Regions from separate parts of the Danio rerio genome. Here region 2 is linked to region 1. A link is a contact called in public HiCAR-type data. All regions are on one chromosome and are shown on one strand. The core of a region is the stretch at or near the end of the contact, and the rest is flanking DNA. Distances in the headings are between cores, read along the strand shown. Region 1 overlaps LOC141386287. Region 2 overlaps lpp (LIM domain containing preferred translocation partner in lipoma).

Region 1 (7,027 bases), core at 1,989-4,488:
GGAAACATATAGTTTTCTCTACTGTTTATTTTGTTATCGAGTGGAAAGTACATATTTATTAATTGATCAAAATGTTGCTTGGGGCTCTGCATCGTGTTCAGGCCTTTGCATGTCAACTATGCAGCAGGGGCGGTTCTACTAACCTTTAAGGAGAACTCTAGCCTCACTGTATTCAAATTCGAATTTTAACAACTAGGAAATGTCAATAAGACAAAACTTCAAACATGGGACAAAACATATAATGTGTTTAGCTAGCAACCAGCTACTAGCAGCTTTACGTGACTCTAAAGGTCACATTTAATTGTATCAAATATGGCATAAAAAAGCACCTTAAATGTATGAGAAGTTTAGATGGCTTCAATTTTAGGATGTAAAAAAAGAAATGGTTTGATGGCTTAATATGACAACTAAACTTCAAAATGCTGTGATTATTCTAAATAAATGTGAGTATTTATTATTCTAAAAGCTAACTTTTGGATCAACTACAAGCTAATGCGTCTTCCAAAAATAAAACATAACACTATAGCCTAGTGGCCAGGGCTTTAACATATGATATGATTTGAGATGTGGACCTTTCCTGATTCCACCCCTCTTTTTCTCCACCGTTGCTACTTGTCGCCATCACTGTCCAGTCAAATTAATCATAATTATTTTGAATACATCGATAATAAGATTTTAATGTTAGATTTAAGCTGCACGGTGGTGCAGTAGGTAGCATGTTCACCTAACCGCAAGAAAGTCGCTGGTTCGAGCCTGAGATGCTGGGTTGGCATTTCTGTGTGGAGTTTGCATGTTCTCCCAGTATTCGCGTAGGTTTCCTCCGTGTGCTTCGGTTTCCCCCACAAGTCCAAAGACATGCAGTACAGGGGCCTCATGTACGAAGACTTGCGTGGAAATCTTACTAAAACATTGCGTACGCACAAAGCTGTGAATGTGCGTACGCAGAAAAAAATTCAGATGTATGAAACACTGCGTACGGCGAATCTCACGCATATTCTTTTGTACATCTGAATGAACGTGAAACTGAGCGCAACATGCACGAGCACAAAACCCCTCCCTGCCTCCTCCCCCGTATGAATATGCTAATGACTATGCTAATGGCAAAACCCAACGAAAAAGCAATGGCAAAAGCAAGCAAGAAGAGAAACTTTGAACAGAATGTGAATGTGAGGTGCTGCTTTCGGAGGTAGACAGGAGAAAAGCGGTGTTATTTGCAAGTTTGTTCTCCGGAATTAACAACAAAAGAAAAAAATAGAGTGGGAGAGTTTAGCTGATGCGGTCAACACAGTTGGGTCTGAACATCGCACTGAGTGCATTAAAAAAAAGAACTAGTATGATTTATATCTGTAAAATGTTGCAGGACGCTTAATAGTCTCAGTGGCGCGCTCGTAAGACGCTTGTGATCATGAATTGATACGTTCGAGCATGGACTCGGCTCGAATCCAGCGTCTGATGAACTCTCTCTTGTTTTTTCCCCCGCTACATATCAGATTTTGCCAACTATTTATCACGAGAAAGACAAGTAGGAATAATCAATAAGTTCATATCAATAAGCATCATATTTTATTTGCACATTTATTGAATGGAAATGTTTCTGATTCACGCATGCAAATTCATCTTCAGATAGTGTTTTTATAGCAATGTGCGTGCAGTAGATTGCTCAGATTACATTGGGAAAACAGGCGACTGCTGCAAATTGTGCTTTAATGTTTAGCTGGTCAAATGTATGGTATGGAAACCTTATATACCTGCTGAACCCGTCTCATACAGCTGCCATTGCAAGGCTCAGACACTTTGTAGAGAGGAATTTAACACAACTGCCTCTAGGAGTCGCCAATGGAAATAAAACAGACACGCACTAAAAATGTGCGTACGCCTGCCAGAAAGCTGCCGTGAAGCTGCGCACATTCCCACGTTCAGTTCATTGTTAGTAAATCCAAACGTGAGCGATTCTGAGCGTGAAACCTGGCGTACGCAAAGTTTTTGTGCGTACGCAGCGTTGATACACGAGGCCCCAGGTGAATTGGGTAGGCTAAATTGTCCATGTGAATGAGTGTGTATGGATGTTTCCCAGTGATGTCTTGCAGCTGTAAGGGCATCCGCTGCATAAAGCATATGCTTGATAAGCTGATAAGCAACCCCAGATTAATAAGAGGACTAAGCCGAAAAGAAAATGAATAAATGGATGAATGTTAGATATATACTAGAGATGCTCCAATTAATCGGCCGGAGATCAGTATCGGCCGATAATCACATTTCACGACTCGATTGGTACTCGTTTTTTACAAGCAGAGAAAGATGCATGTGCGCACCCGGTTTATACATCAGCAGCGCTACAACACATGAGCAATGTTTCCAAATTAGCCATTTTTAAGTGTTTTATTTATTTATTTTTGTAAAGCTGATTCTGACCATTAACAACCTTAATTTATTATATTATGTAAGGTGAGATCTCATACTTAAATTAACTGTGCTTATGCAATGGCAAAGTTATATTAAGCTTGAATCAGAATCGGTAATCTGAATCTATATCAGCCGATCACCATGACAAGGAATCGGTACTCAGTATCAGCTTCAAAAATTCTGATTTATTTTGTTTTTGTTCTTCATAGTTTGATCTGTGATGAATTGTAAATTCCAGTTAGGTTCTGGTTGATGCTCACGATAAAAACAGACCATATGTGAGTTTTCTTCTGTGTTTGGCGCATCTTCATTGTCGTTCAGTCTGACATTATGATGGCTGAGATCTTACCGTGTGACATTGAAGCCATTAGATATGTGCTTCACAAAACGCGCAGGGATCTTAGATCACTTCATTGAGACATTTTAATCTGATTTGCGAACTTGTTTGAAGAACCAGTTTTGCCAGTAATCAGTTATCAAGATTAAAAAAATCCAGGATCTGTCAAAACATCTTAGATCATTTAAGCCAGATACGAAGACTGGACCCCCTTATTCACCTGATTTTATTTATTTCTTTTTTGTTTTCGTAGTTTGATCTGTGGTGAAATCCAATTAAAAATCATTCCCAGAATTGTAACTTAATTAAAACTGAAAGTTATAGCATCATGTAATTAGAGTAAACACAAAACTCTTCATCAACTTTGGTTTAGTTGGTCCGATCTTGTTTATGTTTTACTGGTTATCACGAAGAACCTCACATGATGAATGTTGGAGGCTGCAGACTGAAAACAAAGAGCAAAGCTATGTATTTAACACCCACAGTGTTTCATACTCAACTCCTCAACTGCGGTGAGAAAACCAGCCTCTCTGTGGTCTGATCTGATGTTTCGACTTACATCCCATGTCAAATTTACCATTCACATTCTCGTAGTTTATGAGAAGTTGGCATGTCAAACTCATGGACATTTATTATGTATATTAGCTATATAGGGTGAGTTAGTTTGCTGACATATATTTTGACAGGTGAGATTTGGAGTGAAGCGTGGGCCATGGCGTCTGGTAGGTTCAGCATGTGAGCTGATCTGCACAGGATGTCACAGTGGGCGGGGTGAGGTGGGGTGGGGTGTGGAGTGGTGGAGGTACTGCCGCTTTGCCTGTCTCAGCAGCAGCAGTACAGATGTGTGGGTAAGTGCTGTCTGCATGCAAGGACTGGCATGAGGGTTTGAGGGGGTTGGGTGAAGGCACACAGCTGCCACACTGACGCCATAAACATCCTCGACCAACTTGCTAAAGATGTGCATGTCATGTTATTTTGTTTTTCATAATCACAGACACATTATGGAACTTGATTTGTGCAATGTAAGAGGTTATCTACAATCATTGCTTATTTTAGTAGATGTTAAGTTCATTATTTTATGCTGATGTGTGTTTAATGCAATATTTAAAGATCTTCCATCACCACCGCTCAAACAATGTGTGAATGTCTGCAAGGACAATCTAAGACAGACTAGGTCATTGGTAGGCTTGCACAGAATCTGGACTCGCAGAAATCTACAGATTTCCACAGATTTTTAGTCCATCATTGAGTCTATTTATTTACTTGTGTAAATGTCTATGATCTTATATTTATTCAGTTTTAAAATTTATTTCAGTGATAATATCGACTAAAATAAAAGTGTTCATATGATTTATGTACAATCCAGTTTATAAAGTAATATTTTCAGTCTTTTAGTAAATAACTTATATGATAGACTCGCTATGTTTACCAAATAAGTGGATCTAGAATGATTTGCATTGTAACATTAAATAAAATATTAAAAAGCTATTATTTTTTTATTTCATATATTATGTGTTTAGTTACGATACTCCCAAAATAATTCCACATAAATCCGCAGATTTTTTTTTTTTTTTTTTACAAAATTCTCTGCAAAAATAGCAAAAAAATGTCTGCAGATCCTGTCTGACCCTAGTCATCAGTTAGAAGTAATTGTTTAGTTAAACTCAAGAGAACGATTTTGGACAATCATTTTTTTCAGTCAGAGCAGCAGAAAGATGGAATAAAATTCTAATGCATATTAGAGAGAGTACCACTTTTAATACTTTTTAATAACGTTTTAATAACTCCCCTTAAAATTTTGGCGTAAAAAAAGAAAATTAAATATGCAACCACTGATTTGATTTAATCTCATTGACTTTGATGTAATGTGTATTGTACTGTAAGGATATATTGTACTATTTCCTGTGATGGACCATTTGAGTGTTAGTAGACCGTCTGCTTAATATCTGTTGATACTGCTCCTTCCGCAGACATTTAACTGACTATAAGAACAATTACATTGCAAGTACATGTCCACTTACACTTACCCTAACCCGTACCCCAGCCTAACAGTCTACTTATAATCTAATGAGAATTAGCTGGCATGCAGATGCAATTTAAATTCAACAAATGGACCATTAAAATAAAGTGTGACTCTATTTTCTTATTTTTATATATTGTTAAACTTCATGCCCAGGGATTACAGATGTAAATTAGCTTTATAGCTAACTCTGGCACAACATGTCATGTTGTACATTGTCCCTGTATAAATAAAAAATAAAAATAAAAATAAATGTTTTGGTGATTTTGCTTGGTTTGGTGATGTTAAGTTTCATTAAAATGTTTTAATTTAAATTTGGTTCCCATTTGGTTATTTTTTTCAGGAACTAATTAAGAATCCTCTGGGGGTATTTTCTGTAGGCTCCATTGCATTGTTGTTGTTTTTTTTTTAATAGAAATGAAATTAAATATTAAAGAAAATGTTTTGGGAATGATATTCATAGCTAGAGGGAGCATTATGTTTGCGTAAAGAGAACTTTCCAGGCTAACAAACGGAGGACATTCTGTAAACCAGGGGAGTACCCAGTTTCCATATAACGTTTCAAAACAAATAAACAATATTTAGTTTCTATTCATTTAAAGGAAACATTTAAATTACCCAATCAAACCAGTTGTTTAAGGTACCTATTCTAATTTGTTCTCTTTAATTTGCTCCTTTATTAGCAAACTGAAAACTGTCAGTCAATAGATATTTTTTAAAGAACTTTTTGGTTGTCAAGGTGGTGCAGTGGGTAGCACAATCACCTCAGGAAGAAAGTCGCTTGGTCGAGCCCCGACTGGGTCGGTTGGCATTTTGGAGTGGAGTTTGCTTTTCTCCCCATGTTTATGTGGGTTTCCTCCAGGTGCTCCGGTTTACCCTACAAGTCCGAAGGCATACTCGATAGATGAATTGAATAAATGTATAATATAAAATGTCCATATTGTATGTGTTAATGAGTGTGTATAGATGTTTCCCAGTGATGGGTTGCAGCTGATAGGGCATCTGCTGCGTAAATCATATGCTGAATAAGTGGGCGTTTCAGATTAATAAAGGGACTAAGCTGAAAAGAAATTGAATGAATAACTTTTGACTGTCAGTATGTCCATGAAGTTCAAGAGATGATAAAACACCAGATTGAATGCAATAGAGATATTGATTTCAATTAATTTAATGATTTTATCTTTAAATGTTTCAGTCTAAAAATTCAGCATGTCAATTTCAATTAGGAGCGATGCAGTGGCGCAGTAGGTAGTGCTGTCGCCTCAAAGCAAGCAAGAAGGTCGCTGGGTCGCTGGTTTGAGCCTCGGCTGGGTCAGCTGGCATTTCTGTGTGTAGTTTGCATGTTCTCCCTGCGATCGCGTGGGTTGGGTAATTGGGTAGGCTAAATTGTTTGTAGTATATGAGTGTGTGTGGATGTTTCCCAGAGATGGGTTGTGCCTGGAAGGGCATCCGCTGCGTAAAAACGTGCTGGATAAGTTGGCAGTTCATTCCGCTGTGGTGACCCCGGATTAATAAAGGGACTAAGCCGAAAAGAAAATGAATGAATGAATGATATTACAATAATACGTTGATTGTGATTGTGGGATTTGATTACTCAAACAGCACCTGGCATGTTTTTTTTTATTTCCTACAGATTTGAAAAAACAACTTTACAAAAGAACAAATTCATCTATGAGTGCAGCTGAAAGCAGCAGCAGTCCTCATGGAAATTAGCACAGTCACTTGGGGAAAGATCTTGGTGACTCAGAGACAGTGGCAGGAAACTGATTGCATCACACCTTGGAGGGCTAATCGAGTTTTCAAGTTTTAGTTTATGAGGTGAGTGTGCCAAAGCTCAAGTGGAAATTTTTCACATTATTCTAGCAGAGTTCTTAGCGACCGGTTGATGATGAATATAACACAGTATAGCACAGGATGTTGGTGAGTCTTTCTGCAAGTGCAGAAAAGAGTGGTCTCTTTACACCATTTACACATTTTCTTCTTCGGGAAAAGGGTTTAGTCACCTGCATCACCCTTACAACCCGAAATAAAGCCTCTTTGATCTCAGTAGAAGTTTAAAATCTGCTGGTTTTCATAGTAAGACCACTTGCAAAAACACCAACAAAAAAGTTGTTTGGTCAGTTTAGAGATATATGGCTGCCTAAAAGCAAAATGGGGTGAAGGAAGGAGGAGCTGATGAAAAGCCAAAAAGAAAAAAAGGAGGAGAGCACAGAGAGAAAGAATTCTGTGTTTTGGAATCTTTCTGTTATTTCCCTCAAGTACAGGAT
Region 2 (7,027 bases), core at 2,008-4,507, 440 kb after region 1:
ATATATAAATAAACAAGGTTGTGTTTATTTGATTAGACGTACAGGGTGCGTTTCCCAAACAATGGCGTAACTCGTGGCTAAACTATCATAGTAGGATGCATCGTTTGGGAAAAGAACGATGTGGTGACGAGTGTTTCCCAAAACCCATAGTTTTTCTGTTGCACATTCATCGTTTGAACCACGGTAGTTTTAACGTAAAACCTCCATAATGATGCTCTAAATGGGGAGGTAACAACTTCTTTAGAGAAGAACCCCATAATTTATTTGTGCAAATTATATTGTTTTACACACACAAGCATTAAAAAAAATCCAATATTAGTTTTGGTAAAAAACATGCACTCGCTTTTCCATATTATTTGAAATATATGTAAATGGCACATATAGAGCCTATGTTTCCTTTATAAATATCATTAAGAATATTCCACAGTCTATTCTAAATTGACATAAAATCACTTAGCTAACACATATTCTAATATCATATAGAAATCATATAACTAATTAATGAGGCTTATTTTAAGAAATGAAACTCCATATTTATAATTTATTAGGAAAAAAATCTACTTTAATAATAATATTAATAATATTAATGATGATGATGTAGATGATGATGATGATGATAAGGATAAGGGTTATTATTATTATTATTATTATTATTATTATTATTAATATTATGACTATGAAGTATGCTATTGTTTATTTTTTATTTTTTTATTTTTTATTTTAGGTTTACTTTTACATTTTCACACATGCAAACCACTTCAGAAAGATATTAGACATTAGCATAGAGAGGTTAACTGGGAATAGAACATAGCCAGGAAGTATGTTTCTAACAACAGCACCAGAGGTGTAGTTGCAAGCATACAAGTTTGTGATGCAGTTTGCGAATGTTTGTCGGAACGACGGATTTGGGAAACGCCAAAACAACAAACTTTTTTTGTATTGCCAGAACTTGCGACCTTAGTTGGCTAACGATGGTTTTCAGAAATGCACCCCAGTGCAGTAGAATTGTGTAATAATATAATATTTATGTGATGCCAAAAGCAAATTTCTGCAGTCATTACTTAAGCCTTAAGATTTTGTATTTATTTATTTCATTTTTTTATTTGTTTGTTTGTTTATTTTTGTATTATTTATTTATTTTTGTTTATTTATTTATTTTTTATTAGACTTTTTTATTTATTTATTTTTTGTTTGTGTTTCAAAATATGGTATATGGTATTTATATAACAAACAAAAAAACATAAATATATATAAACATATATATATATAAGCCTAAATAAGAAAATGTTGTCTTCTACAACAAAATGTTGTCTTGTATAATTGAACAATAATTAAACAAGCTTTGATAATATATATTAATTAATTTGAATAAATGAATATTCATTTATTTTAAAAAGTCTATTTTATCATTGACTACATAAAATAGACCAATTAGAATGCAAACATGGCTTTTTAAATGAAATACAATATATATATATATATATATATATATATATATATATATATATATATATATTTTTTTTTTTTTTTTTTTTTTTTTTTTTTTTTTAATGTGATATTTATTTATTTGTATTTTTTAAAAATACTAGAATATTCTTCAGTTCCAGCATAACCATCTTAGGCAACTGCCATGGTGGAGTCAGTACAGGAATGTCTCTGAAATGTAATGGTGGGGTGATGTCTTGGGAAAAGACTTAGAGAGTTCTTGGCTCAGTGCCTCTGCATTCATATCCAATCCCCTGTAGCTCTCTCTCCTTTAACTCTCTTTATTTAAGTAGCTCAAAAGATAGTTTCCCTGAGCACCTCACAGTCCCAGGGATCCAAAGCGGCAGTTTGGTTCTAGTCTAGTTTACGGTGCGCTCAGTGCTAAAGACCTTCTGTCGACCTGTCACCCATAACCATTTATCAAGACTAGCTAATGCTAGACCCTTAAGGTTTTCATCCTCATTTTGATTATTTTAAGACATGGATATGTGTAGTTTTAAAACTTTATACAATACTCAAAACACTCACTAACTTTATGGTAGTTAATTCTATATAACTGAATGATTTTATGTACACTCTATAATGCAATGTCTTTGTTTCTGCATGTAAAGGCCAAACCACACACTCATCAAACACATTTTGCAAACCCACACAGGCTGTTCAGCTAACTGAAATGTCAGTTTTGTAGTCAATGAATCATCCATTCAAAGCAGCCAGCTGACCTTTGACCTCTCAGCTACACTTAGCGAGGACTTGGTTTTCTTTGCCTTTTTTGATATAAATTCAGCTCATGATCATGATCATTACAATCATCCAAGTGATTTCGTTTGGTCTATACGGTCATATTGTCATCACATGCTTTCATTTGGATTTTTGAATGAGAATATAAATAAATGCATACCTTCGGAGCTGACAGACAATCAAACAGTTCTATGCGAAGCACTACATGATATATTTATGACGACTCAGAGCATTGCTCAAGAATTAAGTATTAAAGCCTTTTGGTTTTAAAACTATTTTGATTTGGGAAGATGTTTAAGGTTTCTAAGGTAAAAGGTTTCAGAGAGACTGAAGGGTATACGCTTTTAATATTCTGTGCAAAACAAATCTATGCCACCAAGCAAACCGAGAATCATGTAAAATTGATAAAGCCTCCTATCAAAGAAGACATCCAGTAACTTCAGAGTGTTTTGCTTAAATACACATTGAGCATAGAGCTCATGTGATTTACCTTCATGAATATCAGATTTAGCTTCTTTAGTTCTTTTATTTAGTCCTTCAAATGAGTGTCATTATTAGTGACATTCCAGGCTGATCATGTCACTTTTCACTCATTCTTTGTGACTGAAACATCTCTATTTTTCGTAAATGCACTAGAAACAAGTTGTCCAGCTATAGGACAGTGTGTGTTGCTCTTCCTGAAAGAGAAAAGTGTCTGAAAGAAAGATAGATAGATAGGAATAGGGAGTGTTTGGAGCACTTTGTCAGGAAATTGAAAAAGCAACAAGAGAAAAGAAGAGGCTACAATTGACTTCAGTGCTCTCCACTCACCCTTTTGCTCAGAAAGAAGCTGTCTGACCTAAATTCATTCTACCTCATCTGCCTAGACGTTTGTTTAGCCTTCTGGGCAAACACTTAGAGAAATGTATGAAGCTGAAAAAAGAGGAATATATGTGAATATATTACTTTCTGGATGCGGAGAAGAGTGAACAGAGAGCATGAGTAGACGTCTAGTGCCCTCTAGTGGCTCTCCGTCTCATTATTGTTCCACCAGTGGAGCCATTAGTGGTGCTCTGCACAGATTTTCCTAAACCATCTTTGAAAGTTATTACCGGACAGTAAATCCACAGCATGTAAATCAAAACTGCTTTGACGTCAGAATAAAAGCCGTGCTGGGGAAGAGAGGTCTGACTGACCCAGACTTCACTGTCACGCCGTTCCTACGATGACTCTGGCACAACGCATTGTGTGAAATCTGCTCTGAAGTGTGAAAACGGACTGTTTTTGAATGTTTCTGTAAGCAGCAGGGATCCAGACTCCGGGTTCAAGTCCTTTAGAAGAGCACAGAGGCTCAGGTTAATCGTTTGACTGTGTTCCTGAAGGCTATACAGACTGCCTGTCTTTCTATATTTCCCCCTCCCCATTCAGAGTTATGAGACGAGCCCCAAGGGTTCTCAGCAGCAAGCTTATTAAAGGCTTTATCCGTTTCCAGGATTTGCAAAGGATTGTGAAACGGACATTGTTTGTACACAAGCGTCGCTCTGGGAAATAATGTTAATTTTTATTATAATCATGGAAGAAATGACACAAATTGTTTTCGTGTCTACCTAAAGCCTTTCCAAGGCTGGGCGATCCCTCGGCAGTCAGTCTTTTCTGACACATTGATCTAAAACCGAGTTGATCTAAGGATGATGAGTGGATTGCAGGAGCTCGGGGTCAAGTCTTCTGACCCCCACCTCAGCTCACTGGTGAACCGAGAGCATGGGAAATGATCCCAGTGCATAGGCAGTGCAAACAGGGTTTGGCTGCGTTGAGACATGGGACTCTTTCCAGTAAATTCTGTCCATGCAGCTGAAAACTCTATATACTACAGATCTGTTTCAAAACCTAGTGAGTTGCCTTTTATGGCAGCTTCCTAACATCATAAGTGACAGATTTGGAACTGTACAGTACATTGGCAAGAACATCATCACATGTCACATAACCGTCGTTCCTCACACAGGAAGATTTGCACAGGAGATTTACGGGAGTGGATTTCAGTAGTTTGTTTTTAGCATGTTGCTAAGCTAGCAGCGCAGTAGCCAAGTAACCACAAAGTCTTTTCCTAAACAAATATTACGTCTGTTCTTTTTAGTATCGAATGAAATATGACTTCATTTTAAACATTTCTCTCACTTTATCCACCATCTTTGGCTCGTTCCATGTGTTGCCTTGAAATGTTGGCTTTGTAGATTGTTTTTAATAATGTACAAACTGAGATTAGAGTGCTGATATGTCAATAACTTTGCAAAACACCCAAACAAAAAAAGTCAATTGAGAGTAGGCTATGTGGGCTGTCTTATATCATGTGACCCTGGACCACTGGACTCTGGACATCATTAGTGTCAGTTTTGGAAATTGAGATCTGAAAGCTGGAAAAAATTCCTTTTCAGTGATGTATTTATTAAGATTATACAATATTGGCCTATATCTGAAATCTAAATACAGATAAATAAATGTTTAATGTTGTGCAAATTAAGTTCTTAGCAATAAAAAGTTGAGTTTTTATGTTTTTACAGTAGAAAATTTACTGCAAATGTACATGAAACAGGATTTTTACTTAATATTTTAGTGATTTTTGTCATAAATATGAATCATTTTGACTTATACAATGTATTTTTGAATATTGCCAAACATTTTCCCATGGAACATTCTGATTTTGTGGACCAGGGTAACATATTACTGTGTTGATAAAGTTTATAAATCATACTACTAAATGTTATTATTTCTTTAATTAAATAACAAATCTAAGTGACAAATCCCAGTGGTGAACGGAGCTCTGCAAAATACGACATGTCACAATCTTACCCACAGAACTGTCAGGCCTAATCATCAGGGCTCTTTGGCACCGCAAACGTGATGGCTTACAGTGTTGCCACACATGCACATAGGCATGAAAGTCTGTGTTTGAAAACAGTGCTGAGTAGCTGTGCCAAAGTGACAGGCAGCCAAAGAGGACAGCTGTAGCCTGGAGTACTTACACACACTGTGATGTGTCTGGGCGACTGAATCCCAAATGGAGAAATCCAGGAAATATTTGTGCTTCGCTGCCTCTCATGTGAAGTCAGTCTCACACACATGCTTTCAAAGAGAAAGTCATCCTATAATTGATCACACACAGATGATTTCACCATCCTTTGCTGTAATTGCTTGGCTAGCGGGGAGGGAGGGGGGATAGAAGATTCTTTTATATGAAATATTGAAATAACAAATCCAGGGCTCGGGGTGGACATTAAGAAGAGGAATGTGAGCGAAAAGTCATCAGCTGGCCCGCGGCCCGGTATCCGTGGCTGAGGAAAAGCCTGCAGTCATCAGAAAGTGGACGTATTTACTGCTCTGCCTCTCGCAGAACGAAAGCGAGAGTGAAAAATGACTTTGTTTGTGAATCAGAGAGTAGCTAATCAGATCTCACTCTCATTCCATTGCTCACTATATATACTTTATTTCAGAACCTCCCCCCTTTTCCTACAGGCATTTGAGGACAGAGATACACTTCTGACACCCATTTGGATGCTCACGTTATCCTGTGGAAATCCTTTACATGTTGATAGATAGGATTTAATGCACCTACTAGCCCAAAATGTAAATTCTGTCATCATTTACTCGCTCTTGTCATCATCATTTTCTTTTCGGCTTAGCCCCTTTATGAATCCAGGGTCGCCACAGCAGAATGAACTGCCAACTTATCCAGCAAGTTTTTACACAGTCGATGCCCTTCCAGCCGCAACCCATCTCTGGGAAACATCCACACACACATTCACACACACACTACGGACAATTTAGCCTACCCAATTCACCTGTACCGCATGTCTTTGGACTGTGGGGGAAACCGGAGCACCCGGAGGAAACCCATGCGAATGCAGGGAGAACATGCAAACTCTACACAGAAACACCAACTGAGCCGAGGTTCGAACCAGCGACCTTCTTGCTGTGAGGCGACAGCACTACCTACTGTGCCACTGCCTCACCCTACTCGTTCTCGTGTCATTCCAAACCTGTTTGACTTTGTTTATTATGAGGAACACAATAAGTAGTTACCTATCAGAATGCCTAAGCTGCTCTTATTTCAAACAGGAATTGTTCACTCAGAAATCTAAACTTGAAAATTCTGTCATCGTTTACTTACTCTCATTGTCTTCTAATTCACTCACCTTCTGAATGCAACTGGAGATGTTTATTTTCCTGTTCCTCCATTCAAGCACCAAAACGTTCATGCTTTTGAAAAGTTAATATATACAATGTTAAAGTCATCTTACTATAAATCTTTAAAAAGCTTAGAAAAGGAAGAAGCAAGAACTGCTGGTCAGTAAGTAATAAACTTCAAGATGAAAATAAACGACAAAACAAAAGTAAGTTGTTAACTCCCTTCGACAGTCGCTACTGCATAAACAAACAAACCACCAACATGAATACCCCTGATACTTTATCGTACTGTCTCCTGTTGGCTGACGCTGGCTTCCATGGCTTCAATGGTGCATTCTTCTCTGTTTCTTTACCAACTGCTATCTTCTCCAGACCACAGAGAATCCATCTATTTCAGCACCAGAATCAAAGGTTCAAGTTAGCAGACTCTGGTCATTCCTCCTCTATGGCACCCCAATGGCCCGTTTCAACTGACTGGTACAGTATGGTTTGGTACGGGTCACCTTTATCAAGCTTGCGTTTCCGCTACCAAGGGTACCCTTTTGGTGGGCATGGTGTACGATAGAAAGTTTCAGTCATCGTCATTCTCACTCAAATAAATGTCTACAGTACAGCTGTACAGGTCGTACACGTATCATAT

Evidence for each region. HiCAR-type assays count read pairs that join an accessible place to other places.
Region 2: a HiCAR-type map of caudal fin shows a contact between it and region 1, with 7 times the contacts expected there. The contact joins two enhancer-like sites. A contact is called at or near these places in 2 of 4 datasets of contacts at active chromatin or transcription factors (caudal fin and embryo).

Annotation. Positions count from the first base shown.
Region 1 is chr6:30,734,468-30,741,494 of GRCz12tu, forward strand. The region is part of intron 1 of LOC141386287; the gene reads left to right. It also overlaps a transcript of lpp not described here and a transcript of bcl6aa not described here. Among named protein-coding and RNA genes, the nearest start is that of trnaf-gaa, 10 kb to the right of the region's middle. Within about 2 kb of position 3,239, at least 9 of the 62 cell types and tissues checked have an H3K27ac peak or open chromatin away from gene starts, as enhancers often do. A contact at or near this core is called in caudal fin, where this site is marked.
Region 2 is chr6:31,176,799-31,183,825 of GRCz12tu, forward strand. All of the region lies in intron 8 of lpp (LIM domain containing preferred translocation partner in lipoma), which reads left to right. LOC141386288 (a long non-coding RNA gene) reads right to left here. Exons shown (of 4, transcript XR_012407977.1): 2 at 6,014-6,213. Among named protein-coding and RNA genes, the nearest start is that of tprg1, 77 kb to the right of the region's middle. Within about 2 kb of position 3,258, at least 7 of the 62 cell types and tissues checked have an H3K27ac peak or open chromatin away from gene starts, as enhancers often do. A contact at or near this core is called in caudal fin, where this site is marked.